Regions from separate parts of the Mus musculus genome. Here all the other regions are linked to region 1. A link is a contact called in public promoter capture Hi-C data. All regions are on one chromosome and are shown on one strand. Each heading gives the region's core, a stretch centred on a gene start, on an enhancer-like site or on the middle of the called end of the contact. The rest is flanking DNA. Distances are from core to core; before and after follow the strand shown. Region 1 holds the start of D230025D16Rik (RIKEN cDNA D230025D16 gene). Region 2 holds the start of Ces3a (carboxylesterase 3A). Region 3 holds the start of Ces3b (carboxylesterase 3B).

Region 1 (3,753 bases), core at 426-2,925:
TTATTGTTAGCATATAACTATTCCTACTCTGCTTTGCATTAGAATTCAATTTAGAAAGTTGGTGGGGGAAGGGTCCACCTTCTTTTGTTTTGTTTTGAGCCAGCGTCTACTTTATCTCAAGTTGGCCTTGAACTCATTTTGTAGCCCAGCATGGCCTTGAACGTTTTTTTTTTTAAGTTATGCTTGTTTTTATGTGTATGGGTACACCACAGCTGTCTTCAGACACCCCAGAAGAGGGCATCAGATCCCATTACAGATGGTTGTGAGCCACCATGTCGTTGCTGGGAATTGAACTCAGGACCTCTGGAAGAGCACTGACTTCTCTAAACAGCTGAGCCATCTCTCCAGCCCGACCTTGAACTTCTTTTTTTGTTTGTTTGTTTTTTGTTTTTTGTTTTTCGAGACAGGGTTTCTCTGTATAGCCCTGGCTGTCCTGAGCTCACTTTGTAGACCAGGCTGGCCTAACCTTGAACTTCTTTACTGCCTCACTCCCAACTGCTGGGATTCCAAGCAGGCACAAATCAGCACACCCAGCCTCTAAACATAGCTAGCTACACACGTCAGCGTTTCTGCAGCCACTTTCCCACTGGACAGACAGCCCAGTGACCCAGTTGTTTTGGCGTGCAGCAATGCTTCTCAAAGACGTTCTACTATTTTTATTTTATTTTGTTTAATCCCATAGCACTGACTTGAAATTTTGTGACGTATCCACTGTTAGGCTTCTTTATAGCCAGTTTGAGTATTTAGTCTGTCACTTAGTTCCCTGCTAAATACTACCCTTAGGAAACATAATGGGAATCGAGCTTTGCTGCCTAGGATCAAGGAAGCTTGGGTAAAGTCTTTACCCTCCTTGTGCCTCATTTATTCGTCTATAAAATGAGACTGAGGGTGTGAGGTCTTGTCATCAAAAGAGGCCTCAGCTGCCTTTTAATTTTAGGGTGCCCTAGAGCAAGCAAGCCGAAAATTCTGGCTGAATAACTAGAGGAGCCCCTCTTCTACTCACTGGAAACGGAGGCACAGAACACTTAAGAGCTTTAGTCACTACCATAAAGCATTGGCAAGCAGCAATGGTGACTCCAGGCGGAGCTGCAGGAGGCAGCCTCTGTGCTTAGAAAGTATTCCCTAGGTTGAGCATTTCTGGAAATGAGACCTGGCCCGGAACTCTTCAGCCTTCTAACTCAAATCCTCTCGCTCTAACCCTTGCCAACGGACTCATACATCCTCGACTCTGAGGTGGACCCTGCTCAGAGACCACTGGGTCCAAGGAGAGTAGGTTTCTGAACAATTTAGGCAGTGGCAGCCAGCGTCAGTACGTGACAAGCTTGATAATGGTCCGCGGGGCCGTGAGTCTCTGGGACTGGGTCCTTCCTGTCCGTTTTGTTCCTAGTGCAGATTAGTGGGACAAGTGTGCAGACGGAAGACTTTATTTTTGTGTGACATGTTTCCCGCCTTGTGCCTTTTCTTGCGTAGGCATATATGGTGCGCTGTGCAGTTTCAGGACCTCTGGAATGTGGCCCCTAAGTTCTAAAGCAGCTGCTCTTCCCTCCAGCTCTACCCGCGCGGGTCTGGCCTCTGATCCAGAGTTTGCGCGTGCGCGACTCCGCCTCAAGCCCCGCCTTCATGATTTAGCCCCGCCTTTGCCACGCTTTACGGCCCGGCACGCCACTTTTGCTGCAGTTGCTCTGGGCGCTGCTGTTGCTACAGCCTCTCCTGCCGGGGCTGCTGCCCGGGAGGTTGAAGGGAGGTGAAGTGTGTTGTTGTGTTCGTGCTGCCGTCGCCGCCCGGAACCGAGTGGAGAGCCGGACGTCCGCGGGCTGGCGAGAGCGACCAGTCAGCAGCTGCGTGCTCTCCTCAGGCCGGGTCCTGTCTGCGCTGCCGCAGGGAGGCCGCCCGGCCCAGCGAACCGACCCAATGCTGGACCTGGAGGTGGTGCCTGAACGCTCTCTGGGGAACGAGCAATGGGAATTCACTCTGGGTGAGTGTGGGGTCTTTTGGGATCCTGTTGGCTGGCCCTTAATTCTCCCTAGTCCCTTCCGCTTCTGGTTCCTGCCCCAGATGCCCCTGCGCCCGCGGTTCTTCGCCTTTTCTCACCCTTTAGTCTTTCGGCTCCGGGCTTTAGAATCCCGCTCCTCCCGTCTGTCATAGGATCAGCGATGTCTCAGCAGGGTCCTTCTTTGGACCTCTATGATAGTAATAGCCAGTACACACCAAATACTTAGTGGAGTGGGAAGGTCCTGCTCTTTTGAATTTATCTCTAATACAACTCCCTGAAGTCTGAATATCGATAGTATTATGCCCATTTTGCTGACTCTAATAGTTAAGAACTAGGTAGCACACCTAATCAACACTCTGGTCTCTGATCTGTCTCTCTCTGGTTTTAGGGGAGTGGGGGAAACCTAAGCTCATGCCTCACAATCAGATGGGGGTGGTGGGGGAATGAGCTTGCTTTTCTAAAAGGAACTCTCGACTTGTTTTCTTCTCTTTTGAAATGTACTCTTAACGTGTGGTGTCGCAATACCAGATACCAGAGTTAAAAGTTGAAATTGAGTGAAGTGGAAATTACACATTGGCTTGGTAGACAAATCAGTTAGGTCACTTGGGGAGAGTTGGCCTTCGTATGTGAACAAGAGTATTTGCATTTAGTGACTCCAGTGTGTTTACTTAGTGGCAGCACTAAGCGAAGGGGCTGGGAAAAGGTGTTCCTGCTGCTTGTTTGTGTGGGCCTCAACCTCTGTCTCTCTACTGGGAGCTCTTGGACTGAGTCAGCTGCTCCATTTGTTTATGGCTTATCCTTGAATGTAGACGACTCTGTCTATAGAGACAGCATATTGGAATTACCTAGCTGGGTAGATTGCTGGGGCTTGGTGGCTGCCTGCCTCTTTCTTGCCCATTATAAAAGCCAGTTTCATCAAGGGCTCTTGGTTCTCAGAACTTAGACTGCCTGTTCCTGTAGACTTCTCAAAATTTAATCTGCTATGAACATGTTCCATTCAACCTCATATGAGGCATCAAGAGCGTGGTTGAAAAGCAAATGATGTTTGACTTCTGATTAACATTTTTTTCTCCCCTGGACAACTCCTACCTAGTCTGGACATCCCAGGACTGGTTAAGACCCACAGCTACAGATGGTTTACTGAGACTGTGTATCTCTTTGTTTGATTTAGTGCAAACAGGAGATCAGCTGGGGTCAGGAAATTTCCAGAACACTGAACTATAACTAACATAACTAACTACCCAGGGCTTTTGGCAAATTTGCAAGAACCAAGAATTTGAATAGTTGTTTTTTTTTTTTTTTTTTTTTTTTTTTTAAACACTGTCTTCATATCAGCCAAAAATCCTAGGTTGAGAGTTGAACTTGGGGGCAGACCTGAGCCTTGGTGGTGACTTGCTACTTCTTCATCCCTGTTTTGAAGTTAGGGTTTGTTCTCTTGTTTGTTTTTTAGACAATTAGCCCAGACTGGTTTCAGATTCCCAGTGAAACTGAAGTTGAGTTTGAACTTAAAATATTTCTCTCTGTGTCTCTCCCCATACTGGGTCTGTGTAGTACTTGAGATCAAACCCAGTGACAAGTACCAAAGTGACCCACAATATCAGTCGAAAGTGTACATTTTTACATTTATTTATGCAGGAGGGAAGTTTAGTAGTTGGAGTCTTGGCTGCTCTTTCAGAGGACGATGATTTGATTCCTAGAACCACTTCTGGCCTCCACAGGCATTACATACATACACGTCATGTGCACAGATACATTCCAGG
Region 2 (3,753 bases), core at 605-3,104, 180 kb before region 1:
GGGGGCTGGTGTTCATGAATGGATTGCAGATATAGGCTAGGATGAGCTGTGAGAAACAAGACACTTGTTTACTGACACTAACTGATTATTTGACCTTGTGCAAAGGTGCCTCTAAATTTTCTGTTCATACATGGAGGAGCCTGCCTGTAGAACATTCAAGACATGAAGGGAATATGAACATGGGTTTGAGGCAAGCCTGGGCCAATTGTGAGACCTTGTATCAAAAAATATATTTGAGCATTGGGAAGAAATCACAGTGGTTAAGAGCACTGGCTACTCTTCCAAAGGACCTTCGCTGGATTGCCAGCAACTATGTGGAAACTCACAACTCTCTTTTGCTCCAGTGGCAGGGGATCAATATCATTTTCTGGTCACTCGGACACTGTACACACATGGTACACAAACATACATGTAGACAAAACATACTGCAAAACATACATATAAAACAAAAATAAGTAGTTTTTTTAAAAAATACATACACATGCATACATATTCTGTTTAGGACAATTTGAAGAATATGTGGTAGACATCTCAGAACCCTGAAGGATGCCCCTCCTACAATAATAGTCAAAAGACTATTCTCTATTTTAAAGACCAGGCTGGGATTCCTTCTACAAGTTCACCTCCAGCTCCCAACCTCCTCGTGACACACTGAGCAGTTTCTGTGGTTGTGATCCAGCAGGCTTAGGCCACACTTCCACCCTCAGCATACCTTCATTGTGGGCATAAGGTACCAGGACTATGTGCATTCAGAATACAAATAAGGGGTCTTGAAGCTTGTTAGATTTTGACAGAAGTTTGCTGCAGGTTCAGAGTTGCTTCCGGGGGTCTCCCAATGGGGTAATGCCTAAATGGAACCAGAATGGTTACTTGAGGACCTTATAAAGGTCGGGGAAACAGCAAGATGCTTCCTAGGCTTGAAAAGTTGCAGACCCCAATATATAAGTCTATGAAAAATGCTAACATGTAACAGCAATGCAGTAGGCCTTGGGACATCCCTCATCACAGATATGTGGATGCTGGGCTTAGAGACTTAGAGATGTCTCCGTGCTTCTGGGCTTCAGTCTTTCTTGGAATGATTGCTCTTTTCTGCTTGCTCTGTCCTCCTTCAGAGAATAGGACCTTATCTTGACTTGGGCCAGTCATTGGGCCATCTCTGTTCCATCTTTATTCCTGAGCATCTCATAAGTGGGACAAATTGTGTCCCTTCACTAGAAATCCTGCCTGGCTACAGGAAGTGGCCACTTCAGTCTCCATATCCGCAGATGCTCAGAGTCTCAGCTAGGGTCACCCCCATAGACTCCCAGGATCCTCCTCACCCATTCCCAGTTCTCAAACTAGTCCCAGAATGCCCCAACATATTTCCATTCTCATGCCCAGCCCTCTCCCTCACCCCTTCACACACCTGCTCCCTTTCCCCACCCCCCTCCTCGGCCTCTCTCACAGTTTCCTCCCTTCATTAACCAAGCTCAGAGTCTATCTAACATGCAGTGCAGCTACAGTCCTAAGAGTGAAGCACCATGGCAAGCAAGAGTTGAAAATTATCTATGGAGGAGGGAAGATGGTGTGAGGAGAGGGTGTTAAATCATCAGACCTCTCCAGAAGACACTGCTGATCTGAGAGCAGGCAGAACACACTTGTATTTCTTGCACTGAGAAAGTAGAGGCAGGAGGATCAGGGGATAAAGGACAGTCTCCTCCATCAGGCACTTTCAAGGCCAGGCTGAACCTGTCTCAAAAACAAAAAAAATAAGAATACACAATTTCAGAGCTGGCCTCCAACCAATCAGGGCAGACCAAGTTAATTTTCACAAGATAAGAGGTTCAATAAAAGGCAAGTCCTCTCCAGCTTTCCACAGCTTTGTCCACAGTCCATTATGACAAATATGGAGACAACGGCACAAGCTGGGTCCAGTGTCCGAGTCTGGATGGCCTGTCTGCTCCTGATATTTCCTACCACTGTCATTGGTAAGACATACTCCCTGAACGAGTGAAGTGGGGTTTCTGGCTCTGTGGCAAACCTGAGGAAGGAGGAGACTGGAGTGAGGCAGTAAGAGTGAACACCCTTCTCTGAGAAGGTGCCCAAAATAGAAGAGTACAGGTGTGGTATATCCCGACTGGGCAGAGTCATTATTATCTGAATGATCTATTTTTTTTAAAGACTGAACTCAGGAGTTTAACATATGAAGAAAGCTCCAACACTAAGCTATATCCTCACTCTTACCTTTATGTTTTAATCAGTCATGGTAAAATGAAAAAGAATGTCATAAATGAAGCCTACTTACAGATCACTGAAAAATTGGGGATACAAATAACCCCATGAGGACATAGAGGGGAGGCACAAGATGACTGAACAAGTAGTGGGAAATGGGGAGAGAATACTCTCTTCTTCTTCTTCTTCTTCTTCTTCTTCTTCTTCTTCTTCTTCTTCTTCTTCTTCTTCTTCTTCTGCTTCTGCTTCTGCTTCTGCTTCTGCTTCTGCTTCTGCTTCTTCCTCTTCCTCTTCCTCTTCCTCTTCTTCTTCTTCTTCGGCTTCGACTTTGGCTTCATCGTCATCATCCACCTCGACCTACTCATCCTCCTCCACATCCTCCTCCTCCTGCTCCATACTCCTGCTCCTCCTCCTCTTCTTGCTTTCACAAGTGGGCAAGAATAAGCAATGCAGGCTAAGCAGATTGGTTGACTACCACACCTTAGTTAACATGTGAGTAACTGAGGTTCAAGCTGGGAGCAAGTCTGATTCAGACTAGAGATTGGGACACAAGGTAAGGTAGAGGAAGTCAGGGATAATCATGGAGAGAGGAGCCAAGCCTGCTAGCCACACACTTGTATTTCTTGCACTGAGAAGGTAGAGGCAGGAGGATCAGGGGATAAAGGACAGTCTCCTCCATCAGGCACTTTCAAGGCCAGGCTGAACCTGTCTCAAAAAACAAAAAAATAAGAATCATGAAGGTAGCCACTTGTTGAAGAGCCTAGCCATAATGCTGGGTGGAGAGTATTCAGAATAGAACCCAACAAATAGATGCTGGAGGAGCAAGTCTTCCTTCATTTTAAAAGTCCATTATTTCCCCCACCCCTTCATGGAGACTGTAAACTCAGCACCCAATGACCCTTCTCTCCCTTTCTCAGGACCCAAAGTCACTCAGCCTGAAGTGGATACCCCCCTGGGTCGTGTTCGAGGCCGGCAGGTGGGTGTGAAGGACACAGACCGCATGGTAAATGTCTTCCTGGGCATCCCCTTTGCTCAAGCACCACTGGGACCTCTTCGGTTCTCAGCTCCACTCCCACCACAGCCCTGGGAAGGTGTGAGAGATGCCAGCATCAATCCCCCAATGTGAGTACCCCTGCAGGAGGTGGAAAGTGGGCAGGGTGGTGAAAATTGCTGTATGGCAGAGTATGTGGAGCTGAGGGCTGGCCCTGGGATTTCCATTGGCTACAGGTGCCTTCAGGATGTAGAGAGAATGAGCAACAGCAGATTCACCCTCAATGAAAAGATGAAAATCTTCCCCATTTCTGAGGACTGCCTGACCCTCAACATCTACAGCCCCACTGAGATCACTGCAGGGGACAAAAGGCCGGTATATAGTCCAGAGGACCCCATCCAACTCAACTATGACAAATGACCTTCTACATCCCTGTTTCCTAAACACTCCAGAAGTCCTTAAAATACCCTGGGCTACAAGGTGAGTGGCTGGAGTCCAAGAAGCTGGGGCCACTGATTCAAAGCCATTTCTCTAGGTCATGGTATGGATCC
Region 3 (3,753 bases), core at 664-3,163, 140 kb before region 1:
GCATCTAAATTTTCTGTTTATACATGGAGGAGCCTGCCTGTAGAGCATTCAAGATGTGAAGGAAATACGAACATGGGTTTGAAGCAAGCCTGGGCCAATTGTGAGACCTTCTATCGAAAAATATATGTGGGCACTGGAGAGAAATCATGGTGGTTAAGAGCACTGGCTACTCTTCCAAAGGACCTATACTTGATCGTCAGTACCTATATGGTAACTCACAACCCTCTTTTACACCAGTGGCAAGGGATCCAATATCTTTTTCTGGACACTCAAGACACTGTACACACATGATACACAAACATACATGCAGCAAAACACCCTGAAAAGCATATACACAAAATAAAAACAAATATTTATTTTATTTTATTGGGTAATTTCTTTACTTACATTTCAAATATTATCCACTATCTCCCCTGTCAGAAACCCCCTGTCCCATCCTCCCTCCCCCTGCACTTATGAGGGGTTTCCTCCATCCACTTCCCCACAACTACCTCCCCGCCCTCGATTCCCCTAGACTGGGACATCTATTGAGCCTTCCTAGGACCAAGGACTTCTCCCATTTATGTCTATTTTTTTTAAAAAAGTGAAAACCCATGCATACATATTCTGTTTAGGACAATTGGAAGGATGTTTTGTAGACATCTCAGAACACCTGAAGGATGCCCCTCCTATAATAATGGTCAAAAGACTATTCTCTGTTTTAAAGACCAGGCTGGGATTCCTTCTACAAGATCACCTCAAGATGCCAACATCCTAGTGACACACTGAGCAGCTTCTGTGGTTGTGATCCAGCAGGCTTAGGCCACACTTCCACCCTCAGCATACCTTCATTGTGGGCATAAGGTACCAGGACTATGTGCATTCAGAAGGCAAATAAGGGGTCTTGGAAGCTTGTTAGATTTTGACAGAAGTTTGCTGCAGGTTCAGAGTTGCTTCCGGGGGTCTCCCAATGGGATAATGCCTAAATGGAACCAGAATGGTTACTTGAGGACCTTATAAAGGTCGGGGAAACATCAAGATGCTTCCTAGGCTTGTAAAGTTGCAGACCTCTATATATAAGTCTATGAAAAATGTTAACATGTAGCCGCAATGCAGTAGGTCTTGGGACATCCCTTATTACAGAGTATGTGGATGCTGGGCTTAGAGACTTAGAGATGTCTCCTTGCCTCTGGGTTTCAGTCTTTCTTGGAATGATTGCTCTTTTCTGCTTGCCCAGTCCTCCTTCATAGAATAGGACCTTATCTTGACTTGGGCCAGTCATTGGGCCATTTCTGCTCCATTTTTATCCCAGCACATCTCATAGCCAAGACAAATTGTGGCTCAAAGATTTCATGGGTGAGTTGATATCCCCTTCCCTTCACTGGAAGTCCTGCCTGGCTACAGGAGGTGGCCACTTCAGTCTCCATATCCCCAGGTGCTCAGAGTCTCAGCTAGGGTCATCTCCATAGACTCCCAGGAGCCTCCTCACCCATTCCCAGTTCTCCAGCAAGTCCCAGATTTGCCCGCCCCCATTTCCATTCTCACTCCCAGCCCTTTCCCAATTCCCAAACCTGATCCCTATCCCTATTCCCCTCCTCAACTCTGTCCAACCCAGTTCCCTCGCTCCATTCACTAAGCTCAGAGTCTGACTGACATGCAATTCAGCCACTGCAGTTGTAAGAGTGACACACCATGCCAGGCAAGAGTAGAATCATCCACAGAGGAGGGGTGGTGGTGGTGGGAGTGGGGGTAGTGGGTGGGGTGAGGGTGTTAAATAGTCAGACCTCTCCAGAAGACTCTGCTGGTCCTGCTCTGAGAACAGGCAGAGCGTAGAATACACAATTCCAGAGCTGGCCTCCAACCAATCGGGCAGACCAAGTTAATTTTCACAAGATAAGAGGTACTATAAAAGGCAAGTCCTCCCAGCTTTCCACAGCTTCGTCCACAGTCCGTTATGACAAATATGAGGACAATGATACCAGCTGGGTCCAGTGTCCTAGTCTGGGTGACCTGTCTGCTCCTGGCATTTGTTACCACAGTCACTGGTAAGACATACTCCCTGAACCAGTGAAGTGGGGCTTCCAGCTCCGTGGGAAACCTGAGGAAGGGGGGACTGGAGTGAGGCAGTAAGAGTGATCAGCCTTCTCTGAGAAGCTGCCCAAAATAGAAGAGTGCAGGCGTGGTATGTCCCGACTGGGCAGGGTCATTATTATCTATATGATCTTTTTATTTATTTATTAGAGACTGAACTCAAGGCCTTAACATACGAAACAAGCTCCAACACTAAGCTGTATCCTCACTCTTACTTTTATGTTTTACTGTTTTAATCAGTCATAGTAAATCAAACAAGAGCGTCACAAAGGAAGCTTACTTACAGATCCCTGAAAAATTTGGGATACAAATAGCCCCATGAGGCCATACAGGGGAGCCACCAGATGACAGAACAAGTAGTGGAAAACTGGGTGAGACTCCTTCTTCTTCTTCTTCTTCTTCTTCTTCTTCTTCTTCTTCTTCTTCTTCTTCTTCTTCTTCTTCTTCTTCTTCTTCTTCTTCTTCCCCCTCCCCCTCCCCCTCCCCCTTCTCCTTCTCCTTCTTTTCTCCTCCTCCTCTACTTCATCTTCTTCTTCTTGCTTTCACAAGTGGACAAAAATAAGCAATGCAGGCTAAGCAGACTGGCTGACTATCACACCTTATTTAACATGTAACTGAGGTTCAAGCTGGGAATAAGTCTGATTCAGACTAGAGATTGGAACACAAAATAAGGAAGAGGAAGTCAGGGACAATCATGGAGAGAGGAGTCATGCGTGCTAGCCACACACTTGTAATCCTCACACTGAGCAGGTAGAGGCAGGAGAATCAGGGGTTAAAGGCCAGTCTCCTCTATTCAGCACTTTCAAGGCCAGGCTGAACCTGTCTCAAAAACAAAAACAAAATAATAATCATGAAGGTATCCACCTGCTGGAGAGCCTAGCCCTGATGCTGGGTGGAGAGTATTCAGAGTAGAACCCAACAAATAGACGCTGGAGGAGCAAGTCTTCCTTCATTTTAAAAGTCCATTATTTCCCCCATCCCTTCATGGAGGCTGTAGACTCACCACCCAATGACCCTTCTCTCCCTGTCTCAGGACCCAAAGTCATTCAGCCTGAAGTGGATACCCCCCTGGGTCGTGTTCGAGGCCGGCAGGTGGGTGTGAAGGACACAGACCGCATGGTAAATGTCTTCCTGGGCATCCCCTTTGCTCAAGCACCAGTGGGACCTCTTCGGTTCTCAGCTCCACTCCCACCACAGCCCTGGGAAGGTGTGAGAGATGCCAGCATCAATCCCCCAATGTGAGTACCCCTGCAGTAAGTGGGCAAGTGTGCAGGGTAGTGGCAGTCTCTGGATGCCAGGGTATGTGGAGCTGAGGGCTGGCCCTGAAATTTCCCCTTGGCTGCAGGTGCCTTCAGGATGTAGAGAAAATGATCAACAGCAGATTTGGCCTCAATGAAAAGATTAAAATCTTCCCCATTTCTGAGGACTGCCTGACCCTCAACATCTACAGCCCCACTGAGATCACTGCAGGGGACAAAAGGCCGGTATATAGTCCAGAGGACCCCATCCAACTCGACTATGACAAATGACCTTCTACACCCCTGTTTCCTAAACACTCCAGAAGTTCTTATAATACCCTGGGCTACAAGGGGGGTGGCTGGAGTCCAAGAAGCTGGGGCCACTGATTCAAAGCCATTTCTCTAGGTCATGGTATGGATCCACGGAGGCTCTCTGCTGGTTGGC

Evidence for each region. Promoter capture Hi-C pulls out the DNA fragments that hold promoters and counts their contacts.
Region 2: a promoter capture Hi-C map of liver shows a contact between it and region 1, with 2.7 times the contacts expected there. The contact joins the promoter of Ces3a here to the promoter of D230025D16Rik in region 1. A contact is called at or near these places in 6 of 39 promoter capture datasets (the HPC-7 cell line, cranial neural crest, frontonasal cranial neural crest and 2 more), 3 of 15 datasets of contacts at CTCF or cohesin (the NIH/3T3 cell line, embryonic stem cells and stem cell-derived epiblast-like cells), 35 of 484 Hi-C or Micro-C datasets (the AML12 cell line, the Ba/F3 cell line, the G1E-ER4 cell line and 17 more), 8 of 115 datasets of contacts at active chromatin or transcription factors (PVALB interneurons, T-cell acute lymphoblastic leukemia, astrocytes and 3 more) and 2 of 9 other capture datasets (adipose tissue and embryonic stem cells).
Region 3: a promoter capture Hi-C map of liver shows a contact between it and region 1, with 3 times the contacts expected there. The contact joins the promoter of Ces3b here to the promoter of D230025D16Rik in region 1. A contact is called at or near these places in 14 of 39 promoter capture datasets (the 3T3-L1 cell line, 3T3-L1-derived adipocytes, the HPC-7 cell line and 10 more), 7 of 484 Hi-C or Micro-C datasets (the G1E-ER4 cell line, the HPC-7 cell line, cerebral cortex and 3 more), 3 of 115 datasets of contacts at active chromatin or transcription factors (embryonic forebrain and embryonic stem cells) and 2 of 9 other capture datasets (adipose tissue and pancreatic islet).

The regions. Positions count from the first base shown.
Region 1 is chr8:105,223,512-105,227,264 of GRCm38.p6, forward strand. It overlaps D230025D16Rik (RIKEN cDNA D230025D16 gene), which reads left to right and starts at 1,676. Exons shown (of 16, transcript NM_145604.3): 1 at 1,676-1,975. The coding sequence starts at 1,912.
Region 2 is chr8:105,046,745-105,050,497 of GRCm38.p6, forward strand. Ces3a (carboxylesterase 3A) reads left to right here and starts at 1,855. Exons shown (of 13, transcript NM_198672.1): 1 at 1,855-1,967; 2 at 3,129-3,333; 3 at 3,439-3,577; 4 at 3,738-3,753. The coding sequence starts at 1,877.
Region 3 is chr8:105,081,842-105,085,594 of GRCm38.p6, forward strand. Ces3b (carboxylesterase 3B) reads left to right here and starts at 1,914. Exons shown (of 13, transcript NM_144511.2): 1 at 1,914-2,024; 2 at 3,104-3,308; 3 at 3,416-3,554; 4 at 3,715-3,753. The coding sequence starts at 1,934.